Regions from separate parts of the Triticum aestivum genome. Here region 1 is linked to region 2. A link is a contact called in public Hi-C data. All regions are on one chromosome and are shown on one strand. The core of a region is the stretch at or near the end of the contact, and the rest is flanking DNA. Distances in the headings are between cores, read along the strand shown.

What was found. A called contact is a pair of places that touch in the nucleus more often than the background predicts.
Region 1: a Hi-C map of leaf shows a contact between it and region 2, with 6 times the contacts expected there. The contact joins the promoter of LOC123078935 here to the promoter of LOC123078931 in region 2. A contact is called at or near these places in 2 of 5 Hi-C or Micro-C datasets (leaf and an unstated tissue).

The regions. Positions count from the first base shown.
Region 1 is chr3D:365,105,141-365,111,846 of IWGSC CS RefSeq v2.1, reverse strand. LOC123078935 (LEAF RUST 10 DISEASE-RESISTANCE LOCUS RECEPTOR-LIKE PROTEIN KINASE-like 2.7) reads right to left here and starts at 2,197. Exons shown (of 3, transcript XM_044501585.1): 1 at 1,274-2,197. The coding sequence starts at 1,994.
Region 2 is chr3D:364,924,797-364,931,521 of IWGSC CS RefSeq v2.1, reverse strand. It overlaps LOC123078931 (LEAF RUST 10 DISEASE-RESISTANCE LOCUS RECEPTOR-LIKE PROTEIN KINASE-like 2.1), which reads left to right and starts at 2,270. Exons shown (of 3, transcript XM_044501583.1): 1 at 2,270-3,081. The coding sequence starts at 2,322. It also overlaps the pseudogene LOC123078932.

The sequences.
Region 1 (6,706 bases), core at 948-3,447, 180 kb before region 2:
AATGGAGCCAACAAAACCACAGTGACACGTCAAAACCATGACGACAGGCCAAGAGACTGAAGACCATCCATCAAGAAGCCGCTAGCACTTTCCCTAGCGCGCCACTCTTCCTTCCTTTGCCCATGAGAGATTTCTCCTTTAGGATGTCGGCACATGGGCAAACACCAAAGTTCTTGATTTTGCCCCTGGTTGGGGACTCCAGACCAGGAGGCAAGAAATTGCCTTGCCAGATCTAGGAGTAGTCGGCTCCAAGCTGGCGAGCAAGCCGCAATTCTCTTTCGCTAAGAGAGAATCGGAATTAGGTGCCAACACACTTGGCGCAACAACATCGTCAGCCACAAACACCACATACCCGATGGGTAGAGGTGACTGAAGAACCGCCACACCCCAAGCGAGCTCACCTCATTCAGAGTCGGAGGAGGATGGCGGCTGGGCCATGGTGACGCGGGAGGGCGGGACACGCTAGAGAAAATTCCTCTCTCGCCCATGTAATATGTGTGTGTGCGCGCGCCTTGGAGATTTCGAGATGCTCTATCCTTTGATCAGAAGAGCTACTATAGGAACAATTCTTATGAATTGAAATCCTCCAAAATTCGTATGAAATTCCTTTAGCTGAAAGAGGCCCGTAAGCCGTAGCGGGCCTAACTTATGTACCAACTGATGTTTTTACTGACCAGCTCCCTACTGTAAGTTTGTGCAAGCATGCCACTTAGAAAACAAAAATGTCGGTATCAACTTTGAACATGAAACTGCGTAGGACTAGCGCGGCACTGACGGGGGAAGTCCTACAGCTGATGGAGGGTTGCTATCATCATATGCCGTCGTCCACTGCTACTGGTCACATCCTGGTTGCCAACCCCATAGGCCATAGCTCAACGTCTGACTTGGTAAGCCGTGTATGAATGCGAAGCTTCGGAGACCATAGAAAATGAAAATGTTCTACTACATTGCATATCCAGCTCCTATTTTCTCTTGTTTTAACGTATTTGGAATGGTCAGTCCTGTTGCACGATTTCTACACAAATGTCAGTCGTGACTGAGACGTGCCAGTCGACCAATAGCAAGCTGACTACAGGTCAACGCGTACTACCAGCACGCAAGACTTTGATTTTGTGCCTCGCAAGCGCGCGGAAAGACATTCTATCAGCCCAACAGCCACCACGGCGAAGTCGCGCGAGCGGTTCGCCAAGAAAATCCGAGATCGACCGCAGAATCTATGCATTAAGCAGTGCTGAAGGGGCAAATCACTAGGATTAGAGTGCATAGTACATACCGCACCGGAGTTTGTTCGCGCCATCGTCGCAGACGCACGCGAAGCCCGTCCCGCCGTGCTCCTCGATGCGCCCGTATCGGCACCGTCCGCCGGACTGCTCGCATGCGCCGCACCGCTCGGACCGATCATCGTAACGCATCTGGAACCCACCGCTGAGCGCCTCACGGAGCGACGGGTTCGCCGGACGACGCGGGCTCATCAGCACCGGCGTCGTCACCGCCTCCTCGCACCCGTACGCGCGCGCGTCGCCCGTGGCCCCGTCGTCATCAGGGAGCACGTACCAGGCCATGCTCTGTTCCGGGCACCCGTCGAGTTTCACGGCGGAGGGCCGGGAGACGCCGGCCTTGCAGTTGTAGAGCAGGGTGAGGTTGGAGTTGGAGGGCGTGAGCTGCAGCGATGAGCGGGGGTCGACGGAGAGGCTGAAGCTGAGCCGCGGGCAGGTCGTGTTCCAGGCGTCCACGTCGGCGAGGGAGACGGCGCGGTTGGCGTAGTCGATGCGCAGGACCCTGTACTGGTGGAACTGGACGTCGAGGATCGGGGTGTTCTCGTTGCAGGAGACGCCCAGGCCCGGGTAGCCGCAGTTGGGCCCGGAGTTGGCGAGCCAGAACGGGTAGGCGATGCTCTGGCCGCCGCAGGTGGCGTTGCTGCAGAAAGCGGCGGCGTGGGCGTCGGCTGTGGCGAAGGGGAGCAGGACGAGGAGGAGGAGGAGGAGATGGTACATGGCGTGGATCGCTGAGGAAGAAGACCGGAACGGGTGCCTGTGCCACGGCGATCGATCGAGGGAGTAATAAGGCCGTCGGGCTGGGTGGAATCGATCGGTTGTTCTACCGTGCGTGGAAATTTTTTGGTGCCAAGAGGAGACAACGACCACGAGTCAAGGGAGCAGCTGATCCATTCCACGACCTTTTCCAACTTGAGGGGCGAGGCGAAGCTACCGGGCTGTAGCACCGGAAGATTTAGAACTTTAGTCTTTAGCCCACGAGAGCACACCACATCACCACTTTTTCTTTTTCTTTTTGAGGGAAAGCAGCACTTTCTTTTTTCTTGAAACAAGGCAAAATATTTGTCATTTTCATTAATTAGGAGAGAAGTTTTAACAGGTACCCGTAAGGCGGGGGAATGGAGTCTACTCTCGCAGCATTACATTACACAGGTGTCTAGTGCGTGCAAGCGTCCAAATACGAGCCTCCTCCTTTATCCTAGCAGTGACCATGGTCGCCGTGGTAGTGACATTCTCTTGCATTGCGCTCATTTCAGAGTTCCCAGAAAACAAGCATGAGCATGGAGGCTAGAGCCTTCCTCGAGGGCCCCCTATCTAGGATAGTCTTGAACCACCATTTGAAAGAACATGCGGTGCCCCATGTTTGGTTTTGGTAATTGATGACAATCTCTATGGTTCTTTGTGGGGTTAGGTTGCGGTGTGCAAGTTCAAGTAAAGCATCACGAAGAGATCAAATGCTTGAAGCCATTGTGATGACAATGGACTTGTGAAGATGTGCGGAAGGGTGGCTCACCCATAGTGGAGTATGGGGGAGCAATCAACTAGTCTTCATCGAGCCAACGCAATCAAGAAAGGTGGTCCATCTTGAGGGAGTCAAGATCGTCATCATCTAGCTCAAGTGGACCATGTGCAAGGCAAAAGTTTGCTCTTGATAGGTTTTCTATTTTACCGGTCTCATGACGGTAGTTGGGAGACCGGGTTACATGATCGATTGTCGTACTATCAAGGGGGGCTCTCGATGAGTAGCTTGATTGTATCGTTCATAGAGAGCTCAAACCATTGCATCCTTGCATCATCTTTATTGGTTCTTGTTTGGTTCTTCTCTTTGTGAGTTTTGGAGCTTATGGTCATCTTGATGACAAGCTCGAGTTCATCGAAAACGGAGTTCACTCGCATCTTCTATGATGTTTTCGATGTTGGAGGTTATGCCGGTTCTTCTCGGTTGGAGGTTTCACTCCTCTATTTGTTGGCATACTTCCCCTGCCTCTTCTTACTATAACCAGTCGCTGTTTTGATGCTACTCGTCGTCTTGTATCCAACAAGCTTGAGTTTGCTCAATTCGGAGCTCATATGAAGAAGTTTTGGCAGTTCTGTTTTTCTCCCTGCGGTAGTACCGCGGTGGCAGCGGTAGTACCGCTTGTAGCGTCAAGCGGTAGTACCGCTCCAGTACCGCTCTACTACCGCCTTGATTTTGGGTCTGCTCTTTTCGTGTCGGGTTCAGCGGTAGTCGCGCGGCAGTAAGGCACGGTAGTACCGCCTATAAGCGGTAGTACCGCTCCGGTCGAGCGGTAGTACCGCTACTGCACTACTGCCACCGTACTCTGCTCTGTTCTGCCTCCTTTTGTCCCGTGTTCTGCTCCTCCAGCGGTAGTACAGCTGGGGTGAGCGGTAGTACCGCTTATCGGCGGCACTACCGCCCCAAGGTTCTTGTGTTGTTGCTCCTTTTCACTGCTTCTTCTGCCTGAGCGGTAGTATCGCTCGTGGAGCGGTAGTACCGCTCGTGTGCGGGCTGAGCACATAACGGTTGGATTTTTCCCCTTCTATAAAAGGGGGTCTTCTTCTCAATGAACCTTATCCTTTGAGCTCGTGTTCTTCCCCCATTGTTGACCTTCTTCGAGCTTGCTAACTCTCAATCCCTCCATGGATTCTTGCTAGTTTTTGAGGAAAAAGAGAGAGGAGATCTAGATCCACATTTCCACCAATCACTTTCTCCTCTATGTGAGGGGAACCCCTTGGATCTAGATCTTGGAGTTCTTGGTGTTCTCCTTCTTGTTCTTCCTCTTATTTTCCTCCCTAGCATTAGTTGCTTCGGTGGGATTTGAGAGAGAAGGACTTGGGCACTCCGTGTGCCCTTTGCCATTGCATTTGGTGCATCGGTTTGAGTTCTCCACGGTGATACGTGGAAGTTACAAGTTGAGAAGCTTATTACTCTTGGGTGCTTGGTACCCTTGAGCTTGTTTCTCTTGGGTGCTTGGGCGCCCTAGACGGTTGGTGGTGTTCGGAGCTCAATCATTGTGGTGTAAAGCTCCGGGCAAGCGTCGGGGTCTCCAATTAGGTTGTGGAGATCGCCCCGAGCAATTTGACGGGTTCCGGTGACCGCCCCCAAGGGTTGCCAAAGTGTACGGGTTCGGTGACCGCCCCCAAGGGTTGCCATTTGTACGGGTTCGGTGACCGCCCTCAAGGGTCCCTTGGTGGAATCACGGCATCTTGCATTGTGCGAGGGCGTGAGGAGATTACGGTGGCCCTAGTGGCTTCTTGGGGAGCATTGTGCCTCCACACCGCTCCAAACGGAGATTAGCATCCGCAAGGGTGTGAACTTCGGGATACATCGTCGTCTCCGTGTTCCTCGGTTATCTCTTACCCGAGCTCTTTACTTATGCACTTTACTTTGTGATAGCCATATTGTTTCTTGTCATATATCTTGCTATCACCTAGTAGTTTATCTTGCTTAGCATAAGTTGTTGGTGCACATAGGTGAACCTAGTTGTTGTAGGTTTTGTGCTTGACAAATTAACCGCTAGGTTTATTCCGCATTTGTTCAAGCCTAAACCGTAATTATTTTAAAGCGCCTATTCACCCCCCTCTAGGCGACATCCACGATCTTTCACCATTCCTTTACAAAAATCTCGTGACGCCAGCCCGCAGTGATAGCATTGTTTATGCCGATCCATGAAGCCACATCAGCCCAAACGCGCTGGGAGAATCTGCATTGGAATATGAGATGTGGTGCAGATTCAGTAACTTGCTTGCATAAAGGGCAAAGCCCACAATTGGGCCAGCCCCGACGCTGCAGCCTGTCCGCTGTCCAAACACGATCCTGGATGATGAGCCAAGCAAAAAACTTGTACTTGGGAGGAGCCCAAACTTTTCAAACGGACATGTTCATGCTGCTCTTGAGATGGCCCTCGAACTGCCCCATGTAGGCCGAAGAAGCGGAATACTCGCCACTTGTAGTGAGCTTTCATAGGATAGTATCACGGACACCGGCAACAAGGTTGATCCCGGACACCCTTTCCCAAAGGAGGGTGAACTCCTGGATGTGCCCCAAGGATAGGTCGTGCTGGGTGTTTATTTGGTTGGCCCAAAAATTGTTCAGGAGTGCCTTTTGGACTGTGCACATCTTTTTCTTAGAGATGCCGTAGAGAGTAGGCGCAATGTCTTTCGGCCTGATCCCATCCAGCCAAGAGGAGTTCCAGGAGCTCGCGCTGCAACCGTCTCTGATGCGAACCATGGTGGAAACCGCGAAAATTTCTATGTCCTTGTCAGTACATGGTGTTCCAGAGCCTAGCCAAAGCTTAGGGGGTCTGCCCATTCATATCAAAGCCAACGAAGACGCAAGGCGGTGGCAAATTTCTCGAGGTTGAGCACTCCTAGCCCATCATAGATCCTTGGCTTACACACAACTTCCCAATTGACTTCGCATTTTCCTCCCGTTACCTTGTCACAACCTACCCATAGATATGCGCGTCTCAAACTATCAATCTTCTTCCTGACCTCCACCGGTAAATCAAGAGGCGTGAGATGGTAGATTGCAATGGCCGTGAGCACCGCCTTGACGAGGACAATACGACCAGGGGTGGCAATGTGCTTGGCTGCCCATGGCGGGAGCTTGCCAGCGACCTTGTCCTCTAAATATTAGAAATGTATCCTTTTGAGCCTTCTAACTGAGAGGGGCAGCCCCAAATATCTCATTGGGAAGCCGGAGCGAACTGCCAGAAAGTCATGTAGAACATCATGAAGATCGATGCCCTCACAACGGATGGGCGCAACGAGACTCTTGGCAAAATTGGCGACCAAGCCGGTGACCTCCCCAAAAGAGGACAACGTCGATGCCAAGAATTGAACATCACTTTTAATGGGTGCAACAAAGATGGCAGCATCATCGGCGTACAAGGACGCACGGATCGGTCTAGCTCTGAGCGGATGCAAGCTCCCTTGGGCCGTGGCTTTGGCAAGTATGTGGTGTAGGGGCTCAATAGCAAGGACAAAAGAGGAGCGGCGAGAGCGGGCCGGGTCCCCTTATCGAAGGCCTTGTCCATGCCTGAACGGGTCACCGGGAATGCTGTTAAGTAGCACACGGGAGGAGGATGTGGACAGGAGCGTCAAAACGCAATCACGGAAGCGGCTTGGGAAGCCCAGGTGTCGGAGCAAATCCATCAAATAGTCCCATTTGACCCAATCGAAGGCCTTTTTGATATAGAGCTTGAAAAGAAGGGTAGGGGATTTCGTGCGGTGAAAGCGTCTGGCCAAGTTTCTGACATACATAAAGTTATCGTGGATGCTTCTCTTTTTGATGAAAGCACTTTGTGCTTTGGAGACTAGGTTGGTCATGTGAGGAGCTAAGCGAGAGGCCATCATTTTAGCGATGATTTTGGCAACCGCATGAATGAGGCTAATTGGTCTGAAATCCGAAATGTCCTCGTCGCCATCTC
Region 2 (6,725 bases), core at 1,021-3,520:
GGCAACTTCATAACAATGACAGAAAACTAGGAGAAATATTTTATCTCTTTTTACTAAATATGGATAGGCGATAATAGGACAGTGTATGCATAATATATGTTGTATGCAATTTCGTGACGCAAGTTGCTTCCTTTAGTGCTGAAAGTTGCCTCCATGTCATTCCAAAGTTGCCTGCGGATGATGCTCAGTTGCCTACATACAATGAAAATTTGTCCCACATGGTTTTTATGTTATCTATGATATACTTGCTAGGTAACTTCACTAGTACACATGATGCAAGAAAACTGCTTCTGTTAAGCTCTAAAATTGCCTCAACTAGAACCAAAATTACTCTTGAAAAAAATTCATCAAAACATATCACTATGTGACCAAGTTTTGAAGATTTGTCGTGAGAAACCTAATAGTAAAAACGGATCTTCATTGTGCCAGTCAGTTTAAATGTTATAGCTTTTTGAAACAAAATGAGTTGGAATAAAGTGGGCTGACATCACCACATGCATGCGGCTAAGCCTTAGGGACCATCCACCACCTAATAACGTCAGGTACATCGCGAGGAGGAAAGATATCGTTTTCTTAGCAGTTTGTCGCGTAGCAGATGCGCAAGGATCGGACAGCTCGCGTGCATGCGCTCGACTCCGCCGAATAGCGGCAGGTGCATTATCTAGAATTTAGACAAAAAAAACTATTTGGATGTCTATGTGACCCATAGAAAGTTGGTCATATAATACATACATAATTGTATGTATAACTATAAGAAAAAGGAAGGGAAATTGTATAAGATTAAGAAAGTATAAGATTAAGAAAGCTCGTGGGTTAGAGATATAGAAAAGAAAAAGTAGAAAAGGATTAAAAAAGAGGGAATTCCTAACCCAATCAAAAAACCCATTTTGGTCTTAGTGTGGATAGAGGATATACTTAATAATAAAGGGACTATTGCTTCTCGGAGTACGTCATGGAAATTGTCTCCAAAATTGCAAAATATTACCCACCAATACTACCTATAAGTGATAAAAAAATTCACACATGTGATTCCCCAGCCTGGGCTGGCCCATTTAATAGGGACCTCTTATACTCTGCTCTGCGCGCTGGGAGAAGACGCAGCGCGCCTGTTTGGGCCGACTCATGTATGAGCGGCCTACTTTTCAAATTTTGTTTTTTACTTTTTATTTTTTCTTTTCTATTTTTTTCAACTTTAAATAATTTGTGACTTTAAAAAAATTCGAAAAATTAAAAAAATAGATTTTTTTAAATAAAATATATATTAAATCATAAAATGTTTGTGAATTCAAAAATTATTCGTGATTTTGTAAAAAATGTTTGTTTATTTAGAAAATGTTTGAAATTTTAAAACAAACGTTCGGGAAATCAAAAAAGTTCATGATTTTTAAAAAGTTCTTGTATTAGAAAATGTTAATGAAATTGAACAAAATTTTGCCAATTCAAAAAATATGCTAAAAATTCAAAAATGTTCGCCGATTCAAAAATGATCTTGCATTTCAAAAAAAAATTTGAAATAATAAATGTTCGTGAATTTCAAAAGTTGTTTAACCAACTTCCAAATAATTGTTCGTCGATTCTAAAAATGTTCGCCGATTCAAGAAAATTGTTTAATAAAATGTTCACAATTTTTAAAAAATATTTGCAAATAGTATAAAATATTCATGTATTAAAAAAATGTTATCTATTTTAGAAAATATTTGAAAATTTGTAAAATGGTCACAAATTTAAAAAATGTTTATGATTTCACGAAATTAAGAGTGGTAGTGTACCCCGATGATGCAACAAAATATGGTCATGGTTATTGAAAATTATGATTATTTTTTCTCCCAGTGCAGCGTCCTTTTGCTTCTTCTTTTTTGAGAATCTCACAAAGCTTTATTACTGCATCACAATGTTGACAGGGACAAATACAAGATCTCCGGGCTGACCTAACCAAACATGACGGCCAAACCCTAAGGATAAAGCGCCCTTTTGCTAGTAAAGCTAAAATTAGCAAGGTGTCCGAACAGTGATAACTAACAACACGCCTTTATCACCCTGTACTGTAAAATGCACTCCGGCCCACAACCATCCCCATCACCGGCGCGCGGTGCGCCCCCGTCGTCGTCCGCAATGAATAACGGGTGATGCAAGGTTGGATGATCGTGCAACCGCGAGCTGCCGCGTGCTCCGTGGAGGATCGAAATTTCCACATCCAGTCGACGCACCTGTCGCCCCCAGCCTAACACCCTCACTTGACTCTCACGCGCTACGATCGCGCCAGCTTAGTCGGCGCGACTCCTCCCAACCCCCACCCGCCCTCTCTCATCCACACCGCCGCGATGCCTCCCCTGCTCCTCCTCCTCGCCGTCCTACTCCTCTTCGCCGCGGCCAACGGGTACCCACCCACCTGCGGCAACGCCACCTGCGGCGGCCTGACCATCGCCTACCCGTTCTGGCTCAACTCGTCCTCGGCCGCCAGCTGCGGCTACCGCGGCCTCGGCCTTGCCTGCGAGGACAACACCACCCTGATCCTCCCCGCCCAGTCCCACCACCGGTACATAGTCTCGGGCATCGACTATGACACGCACTCGGTCTTCCTCGTCGACGACGTCGAGGCCGAAGCCCTCAACGCAACCAGCTGCCCGCACCTCCACTTCAACTTCACCATCGACGCCGGCTCGGCGCTGCAGCTCACGCACTCGGACTCCAACATCACCTTCTTCTACAACTGCAACAAGAACGCCTCATGGCCCTCCGCCGCGGAATTGACCGGCTGTTCAGATTACAACAAGAGTTCGTACGTGTCAACCGGCGATGATGGTTACACGGGCGAGGCGTACGAGTACGGGTGCGAGGCGGCGGTGGTGGCGCCGGTGCTGGACGCTCATAAGAAGGCCATGATGGAGGCGCCTCCTGCGTCAAGGTACGTTGAGGTGCTGAAGGGCGGGTTCGAGCTGAACTACAGCCCGCACTCAGAGCAGTGCGGCGCATGCGAGCGCTCCGGCGGGTGGTGCGGCTACCGGCACAATCAGACGCACGGCGGGGTGGGGTTCGTCTGCTACTGCGATGGCGGGCCCACAACGGATCAGTGCGGTAGCGGTACGTATGACTTTTCTATCGCTCACTTGTCATTACTTTTGTTTGAACGAGTCCCTGTTGTGGACTTGCGCCACACATCTTGTGGCACTTATTACGGAGACGTACCAGTCTTCCTGCTGATTGATGCACTTATGGAGGGTACACGGCCACATTCGCCAGAACCAAACGCCTGCAGGATCTCAGAGCTAAAACAGTCAGGTTTGTGTACGTGTAGCTTTGTTCAGCGCCCTTTCTGTGCAGCGCCTTGCCTTTTACGTATTACTCCCTCCGTCTCATAATGTACGCTTTTTGACTCTCGTGTAGTGTCAAAAAACGTCTTATATTATGAGACATTATGAGACAGAGGAAGTACTGTACCTGCAACTGATCCCCGGAGGTTTTGATGGCCAACCCCTCACCCGAACCCCATGAAGTTAGAGTAACTCCAACGGGCCGACCCAAACGGACGGCGGTTTCGTCCGCTTTTTGTCCGTTTGGGTCGGCCGCCCGCCTTGCGTCCGCCCTCTTTTAGATTTGGGTCGGCGGCGTGCCCAACGTGCCGACCCATATGTGCCGGCATGGCCGGCTGGCCGCCCAATATTTACATTGATTTGCATTCAAACATATTGTTAAATAACATAGTTTTACCGAATAAAAAATACTATAGTTTTACAAGACGAATGCAAATAAAAATGTTTCACATAGTTTTACAGCCGAATAAAAGAAGATACATCTATTGGTTGCCAACATGAGCCCACATATACTCAATCAAATCATTTTGCAGCTGCACGTGAGTTTCTCAATCACGCATGTCTTCATGAAATTGGGTGAACTGTTCAAATGTTGCCGCTACTCCATGCTCAGGCACAACATTCTGACCCTGAAACTGAAACCCTTTATCGTACAGACGTACTGGGCGCTCGTCTTCTACGATCATATTGTGCATGATCACACAAGCAGTCATCACCTTCCACAGTTTCTGCGTGCTCCAAGTATTAGCAGGATACCGAACGATGCCCCATCGAGATTGCAAAACACCAAAGGCACGCTCGACATCCTTCCTGGCACTCTCTTGCTCCTAGGCAAATCTTTTCCTCTTCTCTCCGACAGGGTTGGGTATTGTCTTGACAATAGTGGTCCAGTGAGGATAGATACCGTCACCCAGGTAGTATCCTTTGTCGTAGTTGTGGCCGTTGACAGTAAAGTTCACCGGTGGGCTGTTGCCTTCGGCAAGCCTAGCAAACACCGGCGAGCGCTGAAGCACGTTGATATCATTGTATGATCCAACCATGCCAAAAAAGGAGTGCCAGATCCAGAGATCTTGAGACGCCACGGCCTCTAGGATGATAGTGCAAGCCCTGACATGTCCCTTATACTGCCCTTGCCAAGCAGAAGGACAGTTCTTCCACTCCCAGTGCATGCAGTCTATGCTGTCAAGCATCCCTGGAAATCCCCTTCTGGCATTCATCGCCAACAAACGGGATGTATCTTCAGCCGTCTGCTCTCTCAAGTACTCAGGGCCAAACACAGCAATAACAGCCTTGCAGAACTTATACAGGGACTCTAGGCATGTAGACTCGCTCATACGGACGTACTCGTCAATGAGATCACCGGGCACTCTGTATGCAAGCATTCGGGTGGCGGCAATGCATTTATGATAAGAGGAGAAACGAATCTTGCCGACGGCATCCTCTTTGCACTCGAAATAGTCATCATAGCCGACCACTCCCTCTCTAATACGGTTGAAAACATGCCTACTCATACGGAAACGGCGGCGGAATTTGTGATGTTTGAACAACGGGTTTGTTGTATCAAAGTAGTCCTTCCAAAGAAGGAAATTCCCGCTCTCTCGGTTGCAATTCAACGCCGGAAGGTGGCCCGGAATGGAGCCACGAAACAACGGCCGCTGTCTGTTGAGGTGGTGATGGACCAACACGGCAGCTAATATCTCCTCCTTGTCGTCGGACGACGAATCGTCGGAGTCGCAAAGGAAATTGTGAAAAAAAGAACTCATCGGCGGAGTCCATTTTCGTACCTTGGCAAACTGTCGAACAGCTTGCGGGCGTCGAAGAAGGAGATGGCCGACGAGGGGAGTCGCGGCGCGTACGGACCAGCTAGCTGCCCTGCCGACTTCCGACGAGTGGGCCGGCGTCCGACGAGCGTGCCGGTGAGGATCTGGCCGGCGCGGCGAGGCGGCCTCTTGGTTGCGGGCGGCTGTGCGGTTGGAGGAGCGGCGGTGGGAAATAGTTTGCTCCCCGGCGGGAAGACGGCGGTGGCGGGGCGACGGGGGGAGTGAGCGGTGTTGCTGGGCGGATGTGGAGGCGTCGGAAAAAAAGGGCGGCGGTGTTGGCGACGAAGGAGGCGGGCGAGGGTTGCTGGGGGTGGGGGAAGGCCAATGAGCCACCGACCAACGGACCCGGGGAAAGGAGAAGGCGAGTGTGCGTGCGTCCGTCGCGTGTCCGCGCCGACGCAAATCCGTCTCAAAAATGGGCCGAGAATGGGTCGCCTGTGGACGAAAAGCGGACGGCCGTATGTTTGGGTCGATGCATTGGGTCGATTTTTCTGTCCGCGCCGACCCAAACAGACAGCGACGGACGAAATGGGTCGCAGGTTGCTCTTATGCTCAACGCACCAACCACACCAGTCGCGCTCAACGCACCAACCACACCAGTCGCGCAGAACCCGACCTCGAGCCAACCAGAGAAGAAACTGGCCATGTCTCTCCTCTACCGCCACATCATCCTCCTGCTCGTCGTCCTCTTCGCTGCAGCTACCCGTGGCGATCCAGCCGGTGGCGCATACGACCGCCCGACTTGCCAGCTCGAGCCTTCCACCTGCGGCCATGTCAGCGTCCGGTACCCGTTCCATCTTTACAACGGAACAGAGAGGCAGTGCCGGAGCACTCGTCGCACTGCGGCTACCCCGACCTGGGCATGATCTGCGACGACGACAAGCCCGTCATACGCCTCAGGGGCCACGACTACACGGTCTCGGACATCGACTACACCAGCCTCACCTTCTCCCTCGTGGACGCCGATGTCGGCGGCAAGGGCACCTGCCCAATGGTCCGTCACAACGTGACCGTCCCGGAGCAGTTCCATCTGCCCACCTCCACCACCGCTTACCTCTTCTTCGTCAACTGCACCTTCCCTGTCAGAGGCCGATTTCGCTCCCAAACCATTACGCAAGCCGCCGAGCATCCAGCCAGTCACCTGCGGGAGCTCTGGACAAGAGCCTGCCATGTCCTTCGTGCTGCCGGAGCGCGAGGTCCCTCCCAAGGAGTGGTGGCAGGCGTGCCCGTCAGTCTACGCAGCCCCCGTGCTCAAGGACGCCCTCCCCGCCGACGCAAAGGACCCTGGATGGAGAGAGGACGGGTACGCGAAGGCTCTCCGCGGCGGGTTCCAGGTGAGCACGGACCGGAGCTCCGGTCCGTGCAGCCAGTGCGAGCAATCCAGCGGCAAGTGCGGCTACAACCGCACCGGCGAGTTCTCGGGCTGCTTCTGCGCCAATGGCGTCCTGGTGGGCAACGACGGCTGCAGTGAGATATCTGACACCATCACACCACCGCACCACCGCCACTCCCCGGTAAGCCGTTCTGATCGAACTGCCGCAACTCTTCTGTAAGTACCGTGGAATCCTTATTTGCCTTGCCCGACCGTCACCGG